2 separate regions of the Mus musculus genome follow, and region 1 is linked to region 2. The links are chromatin contacts, called in public HiChIP or PLAC-seq maps. All regions are on one chromosome and are shown on one strand. Each heading gives the region's core, a stretch centred on a gene start, on an enhancer-like site or on the middle of the called end of the contact. The rest is flanking DNA. Distances are from core to core; before and after follow the strand shown.

Region 1 (4,388 bases), core at 1,279-3,778, 120 kb before region 2:
GGCTATGCCTGTGGGTGGTCACATGGGCCTGGAGGCCTGGTCCCTGTACTCTGTGAAAACTCCTAGGTCTGACTTCAGTATGACAGAGGCTGGCCTTGGCCTGACACAGAGCATGATTCACATCTGCTCGGGGACTCTGCTATGCCCCTTTGTCCCCATCACACAGGACATATAAATCCAGGTGCCTTCTCCTAGAGACAGCACCAAGACTGCATGCAGCTTGGCTGTCATATACCAGAAACACCGAGATCCATGGATCACCGTTCTTTGTGAGATAGGGCCTGGAGTATCCCACACTGGCCTGGATGCTGTGTGGCCAAAGACAACGCTGATCCTCCTGCCTCCGCCTTCCTCCTCCCCTGCCCCCGATGCTGGATTACAGTTAGTGCCCCTGAGTCCAGTTTACTCAGGGCCCTGTGCATGAAAGGCAAGCACTCTGCCAACTAAACCACACTCACATCCCATTCCTTGTCATTTAAAGAGCAAACATGACTCACAACACCAAAGCAAACTCCCCTGTGTTCAAAAGCAGTGTGTTAACTGTGCAGTGATCAGAAAGCAGGGATGACTGGCAAATGGTCTGAACCCCACAAATGTTCATGCTTCAGGTCACACTCATGACACATAAGAATGGGCTGGAGAGATGGCCCAGCGGTTAAGAGGCTCTGAGTTTGATTCCCAGCAACCACATGGTGGCTCACAACCATCTGTCCCGGGTCTGACGCCCTCTTCTGGCGTGCAAGCACACATGTAGACAGAGCACTCATCAGACACTGCTTGGCAGTTCTCCTTGCCCTCTGATGAGCCAGCCAGCTCTGTAGAGGGTTCCTCTGGAGATGAAGATGGGTATGCCAGCCTAGATATCGGGCTTCCAGGTTTCTACTTCGCCAAGCTCTCCAGGAAAATCTCCAAGAAGAGGGGATGTTTGAGCGGGGAAAAAAATCAATGGTTCAATATCAAAATGACTCTGGGAATCAGACGGCATTTGGAGGAGCAGTCATCACTTGGGGTTGAGGGCGCTATTAGCATCCGATGGGTGGGGGCAAGGGCGTGCTTAAGGTCTCCTATTGCAGAACACCCCAACACAGAGAGACCTAGACCCAACATGGGGCCAAGCAGGGCTGAGTCCAGGAACAGCTCATCTCTTCTCCCCGGAGTATGCCTGAGAGAGGGCCAACCCTGACTGACAGCCCCCAGTCTGATTCCTAGACAAGGGGCAAGCTGAGGGCCAGCTCTCAGGTTGAGATGACCGTGGCCCCACCCCCAAGCCGAACCCTGCCCACTGCCCACCCTGAGGACAGGGAAACAGGAGGGCCACAGAGCAGACGAAGCGTCCTGCCTCTGGTCGCCACAGCCTGGGGTTCAGGCTGGGAAGGGAGAAAGAGAGCCAGGCTGTCAATAGGACATCCATCTCCTGAGCCCTACACGTGGATGACCTCATCCGCACAGTAGGTAGAACTGGATGAAGGCTGATACTGCCCGACCTCCCTCCTACTCCCGGCAGGCTTCGCAGGCAGCCACGGCTTACCAGGTTTTCTATGGAGCACTGGAACTCGCTAATCTTCTTCAAGGTCTCCTTGTCCCGCTTCACTTCATTGATGTACATGGCCAAGTCCTGGAAATCAAGACAGGATCAGGGCACTGAGTCACACACGGGGTGACCTCCCAGCCCCTTCCTAGCCCAGCTGGTCATTCCACACTCTTCCTCCATCTTGCCTGGGGCCACTCCAACTCTGGGCTATGGGAGTAAAAACCACCACACACAGGGAACCAGGAAGGAATAAGGTGAAGAACACAACATTTGAACCCAGAGTACACACTATGCTGAAGAGGGTGCTGGGAACCCCCAAATCCAGGTTCCCCTCACTCAGAAGGCCTTCTGTGTCAGAATGGAGATGCAGCCCAGCATGGATAAGCCACAGTGGGTCACACACAGCCACTGTTTAGACCTTTCTGCTCTCACGAAGCCCCTGTCCCACCTTCCCTGAAGAGCCTGGGTATTCTGTAAGTGGCTGGGGGAGATGGAGTGGGGGGAAGGTATGAGCCCTACATAGTACTGCAATCCTCTAGTCAGTCACCAGGGGGCAGTGCTCACTTTGCTTCAGAAAGTTTGAAATGGTCTGGAAGCAATGCCCAGGGGCGGCTGGGACAGAACAGCAGGGATCCTACCCAGAAAGCAGAGCAGAGAGGAAATCCCCGGCACACAAAAGCCAGACCCACATCCTGGAGCCAGTTCCTACCTCCCTTATGGCCTCTCTTGCTTCTGGGATCACTTCAAGGGCCAGCCTACAAACCTTGCTACTGGCAGCTCCCTACCAGAAGCCACAGTTTATAAAGGGTGGGTTTTGTTCTAAATCAACAGCAGCGACAGATCTGAGCGTGTGTGGCCCTGTGCACCCTGGCAGGAGTCACAGAAGTGCACGTCTGGGAAGGAGATTCCCACAGAGACAGTAGAGCTCCGGAGGCAAAGCAGCCAGCTAACAGAGTTGCATGGAGTGTGTACTGCAACCCTGAGGAAAGCTTAGCTCCAGGGCAGTGACAGCCCAGACACTGGCTGGATGAATGGTTTTCTGCTTTGCATTGGGGACATTAAAGGCTTTTAGATTCCCTGCTGTATTAGTTTTCACTGAGGGCACTTCAGTTAGAGAACTGCATTGATCACACGGTCTTGTGTGGCCATGTCTGAGAGATTGTCCTGACTGACGATGGAGGAGAGAGGGAACTGCCCACTGGAGGTGGCGCCAATCCTAGGCTATAGAAGAGAGCTAGCTAAGCGCTCCAGAAAGTGAGACAGTAAGCAGCCTTCTTCCATGGTTTCTGCCTTGAATTCTTTCCCTGATTTCCCTTCATGACAGACTGTGACCTGGGAATATAATCTAAAATAAAACTTTTCCTCCCCTAAGTTGCTTTTGATCGTGGTTGTTCATCACAGTAACAGAAAGCAAACCAGGCCGCCTTCTAAACTTTGCAGTTTGAAGAGCCTCCCGTGAAAAGAAGAACACAGAGTCACAAACCCTCTTTGGAATGTCAGGAGCTATATAACCTCAGGGTACTTTGCCACAAAGGGACCCGAAGCCACACACTGGCCAGGCTTGGGTTCAGGGTACACCTGCAGTATGAGTCACATGCTCCAGGAATGGCTGACACTGAATTGTGTCTGCAGTGGGAAGATGTGGTGGTCCCTCTGCTGCGGTGACCTCAGTTCCCCAGGGGCGCCAGCCAGAGGTCCCCATGTCAGCCATGGCACCCACATTTAAGTCCATTCAAAACTGATGCAAACTTTTCCAGCTGCATGAAGTCTGCTCTCAGAGAGCAGGTAGCTTTGAGAGCCAGCGTCCTCCCCCTGATCCTGTGTGGGAGTTAGACTGCAGCACCTTCCTCTTCAAACAAGGTGTGTCTTGGGAAAAGAAGGGGACCATGGACCAGAGGACTCAGGGGTCAGGGGTCAGAAGTCAAGGCTGGAACTCACTGCTTCTATAACACTGCAATGCCAAAGGGACCTAGCCTGTGTCAGGCATTTCACCTTGTCTAAGACAGGTGTCTATGAGAGGCACAGGTATGACTGTGGGGTAGCCTGACAGTCCCTTGGCTAAGGAGTCTGGAAGGTGACTTTCTTGGACTGTGTCAAGTTCATGGCAAAGACAAGATGAGTGGGATGCAGGCAGATTAAGTGAGGAAGAGGACATGTCCTGAGCACACCTTGGGGTGGGAAAGAATAGAGCATGCCCAGGAATCTGAGCATGGCCAGGCTTCCCCGGAATCTGAGGCGTTCCTGTTACACACATCTTCAATGACCCTGGCCTGATTCAGAGAACAGCAGAAGCCACAAAGGTTTCTGAGCAGAACACAGACGAGCTTCTGAGGGCAGTGGACGGCCATACATGAGGCATAGAATGGCTGGGCAGGGGCCTTCAAAGCCAGCACGTGAAAAGGGACCTTCCAGTGAGTGACAGGGCATGGGCATGGGACAGACCTTCATCAGCAGATGCCCAGGAGGAAAAGAGGTACCCCAGGATAGAGCTGGCACCCAAAAACCATTGATGACCCCAGTGGACACTTGAAAATACAGTGTGGGGACAGGGCAACTGCAGGCAAGTGAAGTTGGGGACTTTGGACACATGGTGCAAGCAGCCTAGCCTGCTGCTCCTTCCACCATCATGTAAGTCTAAGCCCAACCGCAGTGTCCTGTCAGTGTTACCAAGGAGCTCAGTCTGGATCCAGGAGTGTGTGCACACTGGTCTGGGGACTCCCCGCTCTGCCTCTCTTACTTACCTGCATGGCTTCCAGGGCTTCTTTGAGCTGTTGTCTTTCTGGTCGGTCTGCAGAATGGCTCAGGAGCTCCTAGGGGAGTGAGAGGGAAGCTAGGGTGAGCCCTCAAGGTCTCAGGA
Region 2 (4,128 bases), core at 1,297-3,796:
GACTGAAGGAGAAGAAATTGAGGCTTGGCACCATGAAAAGAGCCTATGAGAGGCTATTGGTGATGCCTAGTTGCAGTGGAAGACCCCAGTGTATTGGAGATGCCAGTACCATGGGATGATCACCAAGAACAGCAGCGGCAGTAGAATGGGTCAACCTGAGCTTAGAGTGCTACAGAGGGCAGAGTTGGAGAAGATGCCAGCCCTTTGTGCGGAGCCCAGAAGATCATGTGTGGATCCCAGACAGTGAAACAAGAAGTTGTAACAAGACCCCAAGATGTTCGAGATGCCAGGGTCGTGGGCTATCTGCTGAGGAAAACTGCTAACAGGGAGTAGAACCAGCCCAGGAGAAAGAAGTTTGTTGCAGTCAACAAAAATGAAAAAGGAGTTAGAGATCTGAAAACTGCTTTGACATCAGACATTGAGATGCAGAGTTTGGAGTTTGCCCAGTTAGTGTCTTGATTCAGGGATTATAGTCAAGTGATTGTATGAATCTCAGAAGAGACTTTGAACTTTGGACTTTTATCATTATTGACACTGCTATAGACTATAGGGACTTTGGAAGTTGGACTAAATGTACTTTTTTATTAAGCTATGTGTCTATATGCCCCCCATAGACTCATGTGTTTAAACAAGCCTATGGGGACCAGGGAGTGAAATGTGATGGTTTGTATATGCCTGGTCCAAGGAGTGACATTATTAGGAGGTATGGCCTTGTTGGAGTAGGTGTGTTACTGTGGATATGAGCTTTAAGACCCTCATCCTAGCTGCCTGGAAGTCAATATTCTGCTAACAGCCTTCAGATGAAGATGTAGAACTCTCAGCTTCTTCTCCTGCGCCATGCCTGCCTGGATGTTGCTCCTGCCTTGGTAATAATGGACTGAACCACTGAACCTGTAAGCCAGCCCCAATTAAATGTTGTCCTTATAAGAGTTGCCTTGGTCCTGGTGTCTGTTCACAGCAGTAAAACCCTAAGACAGATTACCATCCATCCAGAAATTATGATCCCCTAATGTTGGAGTCTCCAAAGTCCCTCATGTCCCCCAAAGCTCAGCAGTGGTCACAAAGCCTTTCACATGGGCATTCAGAGGACAGTTCTGATCTAAACAACAGCAAACAAAAGCCTTGGTTTCTGCGACTCCTGTCCCTCTCTACCATTCACACTGCTCACAGGTCCCCACCCGACTGCTCTGGATAGGGCTCCAGAGCTTGGGCCAGCCACATGAGGGCCTAGCATAGGATCCATCTTGGACTCTAAGTAACAAAGTCTCCATGGGACCCCTGCCTGAGTCCAGTCTCTCACTCTCCCTACCAGACACCACATCTCACTTCTGCCGCAGATGCCCCAGAGCTAGTGTGGTATGTCACTGTAGGGCAGAGTAGAACACGCCTAACCACCTTCCAGGCAGAGGTCTTGGTTTAAATCTTCCCCACCAGCCATTCCCGAGAACTCCTGTCCTCAGAGACCATGACTCCAGACTGCACGCAGATCTCAGATCCAAACCCACTACCCAGTGGCTGAAACAGGCTAGAGTCATCTGGGAACAGGCAACCTGGATAGAGAAAAAGCCTCCAGCAGATGGGCTGTAAGCAAGCCTAAGGAGCATTCTCTTGATTAATGATTGATGTGGGAGGGGCAGCTACAACAATCCCCTCATTCCTGCAAAAGCAGGCGACTGTCCCACATGGGACAACTCTATGTATTACTAGAAACAGTGCAAGCCCCCTCTTTCTCAACCACGCAGCACACCCCTCAGTTCATGGGGAAACCACTCCCGTGGCTGTCGTAGCTAGGTGAGCACACCTGGGATGCTGGTATGTGATGTGTGTGCGTGCAAGCTGTGTGTGGGCAAGAGGTGGGTGTGTGCACACCTGGGAGCATGTAGTGGGTGTGCCCGTGCATATGGATGGATGGATGGGTGTGAATGTGTCTCTGTTATGACTGATAAAAATGTCTTAATGAAAAAATTTTAGAAGATTCCAGGGAAATAAGTCTGGACTGTCAAGGGGAGGAAGGCGAGATGTAAACATGTTTTTCCTGTTTCTTAAATGCAATCGGCTTTCATTTTGCTCTTTGTGTACAGTAAACACAAGCTTAGCAGGGGGCGGGGAGGGGGGCAGACTTCCTGCTGCCCCAACAGACTCTGCCCCCTGCATGCAAAGAGGAGGCTACCTCTGTTCCACAGGATGATGCCAACAACAGACATCCCAGCAGCTTGCCGAGCTGATTCCTTGGGTCTCTTAACAGTCTCTTAGTGAGGCCCCAGAGAGTCACTATCCACTTTGTCAGCTTACAGGGTCCACCAAAGACTTTGCCTCTGAAGTCTCCAGGCCTCTCAGTTACATCATGGAAAAAAAAAAAAAAAAAAAAAAAAAAACAGTGATCCATCCCCAGGTCAATTCCATTCCCGCACAAGCAGAGGGGTCAGCCATCAGTGGCAGCCCTGCTCCAGCAAAATGCACCCTGGGAAGGCTCAGATGGGAGGCACGTTACCCTCAATCTGCTCCCCTCTTACCTAGTTTCACTCTGAACATTAGGACCAGAAGCCACTGGGGCAGATAGCACAGGGCAGAACTCTGCTAAACATGACTTCCCAGGTGGCCCTGGGCAAGTCCCTGACCTTTCAAGAGCCTTAGTTACCCCAACCAAATAGCTCTGCAGTTTCCTGAGTTGGGGGGTGGGGAGGGGAAGGGAGTCAGAAAGACTTCCTCAGAAGTTAGAGGGGCCTTTCTCCAGCTCTCTAACCCAGGCTCTCAGTGACCTTCCAGGTCCCCTCACACCATCCACCCTTCCCCAGGGCCCTGCACTGTCCTCAGCTCTCTAGACCCCTAGGCCTCCTCTCAGATCACTGGAAAAACTCTTCTGTCTGTAGAAAGAGGACAAGGACACAGCTCCCCACTGCTCCCCACACCCCCCATCAGCTTGAGGAATTCCCCTGAACTTTCAGGAACTTAGACTCAGGCCACACTGGGTTCATGGCTTCTTCTTTTGTTTCTGGTTTTCCCCCCACAAGCAGGTATGGCTTCTTAGCTCTTAGACTATAGCTCTTCTCAGGGCTGGGGGTGGAAGGAGGTGTGTCCAGTGAGGCCAGTCTCTGGGGTTCCCTTTCTCAAAGGCCCATGAAAAAAATCAGTGAAAAGCTGAACTTTCTAGAAATTCCAATCCCACTGGCTCCAGGCCCCTCAGTGCCCAATCTCTGCCCCCTCCTCCAGGCAGGGAGAGGGGACGGGGCTCCACGGATGCCAGGGCAACAGGTGGGGCGGCCAAGGTCAGGAGTGCTCACAGCTGCAGACTCACCCTCAGGCCCCACCCCAAAAGAGCCCAGCATGTGAGAGGCTACCCAGGCATAGAGGACAGGCCAGGAAAGCTACACCAGATCTGGCATTTCACAGCTGGGTCAGGAGAACGGCAGGGTATACTGACTGGAGCCTCCTTCATGCCTTTGGCACCCTGGGTCCCACGGCCAACCAGAGTTCCTGTTGAGGCATCTAGGAACACTGGTTTCTTGTCCTCTTATCCTTGCTAGCATGTTCTGGGCTGGGATAGCCACTGCCATCTTACCAAAGGGGGACACAGTGGCCCAGGGGTGGTGCCTGTGCTGAGGAAGGGTCACAGGTCCTGTCTCATATGAACAGGACAGGAAGAAGCCTGGTGTAAGACCAGTTTTTTGGTTTTGGGTTTTCTTTTTGTTTGTTTTTGTTTTCATTTTTCTCCCAATATAGAAATAACCTCTCCTAGACAAAGGGAAGGCAGGGTTGCTAATGACCTTGGCCTCCCTGCCCAGCTGCTCTAGTGCCTTGTCCAAGCTGGTGCTCTGAGTGACACAGGAGCCATCAGATGTTGGGTTCCGCACCTCCTCACTGGTGCCTCAAATCCCTAGCTCACCATGGAGATGGGTATAGTTGCCCTGGCCTGAGCCCAACATGCGTCCTCCAGTCTCCCCACAAATGGACACTCAAGATTGTTGCCACAGTTTCACCTCTAGTCAGGTGCACAATGATAATAGATGTTCTCAATAAAGATGTGCATCACGAAGTGGGAAGGGCTTCCTTCCATCACGGGAATTCCCATGCTGGGCCAAAGGCCCCAAATTCCAGGTTCCTAGCAAACTCACCCTGTAGGCAGAGCAA

Evidence for each region. HiChIP or PLAC-seq counts read pairs in DNA pulled down with a chosen protein or histone mark.
Region 1: an H3K27ac HiChIP or PLAC-seq map of regulatory T cells shows a contact between it and region 2, with 8 times the contacts expected there. The contact joins two enhancer-like sites. A contact is called at or near these places in 8 of 39 promoter capture datasets (the C10 cell line, the HPC-7 cell line, cranial neural crest and 4 more), 27 of 484 Hi-C or Micro-C datasets (the AML12 cell line, B cells, the C10 cell line and 15 more), 22 of 115 datasets of contacts at active chromatin or transcription factors (the 230-238 cell line, the HPC-7 cell line, Th17 cells and 15 more) and 3 of 9 other capture datasets (adipose tissue, liver and pancreatic islet).

The regions. Positions count from the first base shown.
Region 1 is chr2:27,287,078-27,291,465 of GRCm38.p6, forward strand. Vav2 (vav 2 oncogene) reads right to left here. Exons shown (of 28, transcript NM_009500.2): 11 at 4,273-4,341; 12 at 1,529-1,615. Among named protein-coding and RNA genes, the nearest start is that of Sardh, 42 kb to the left of the region's middle. Within about 2 kb of position 2,529, at least 70 of the 459 cell types and tissues checked have an H3K27ac peak or open chromatin away from gene starts, as enhancers often do. A contact at or near this core is called in B cells, bone marrow-derived macrophages, muscle stem cells and 1 more, where this site is marked.
Region 2 is chr2:27,402,380-27,406,507 of GRCm38.p6, forward strand. The region is part of intron 1 of Vav2 (vav 2 oncogene); the gene reads right to left. Among named protein-coding and RNA genes, the nearest start is that of Vav2, 23 kb to the right of the region's middle. Within about 2 kb of position 2,547, at least 90 of the 459 cell types and tissues checked have an H3K27ac peak or open chromatin away from gene starts, as enhancers often do. A contact at or near this core is called in B cells, bone marrow-derived macrophages, muscle stem cells and 1 more, where this site is marked.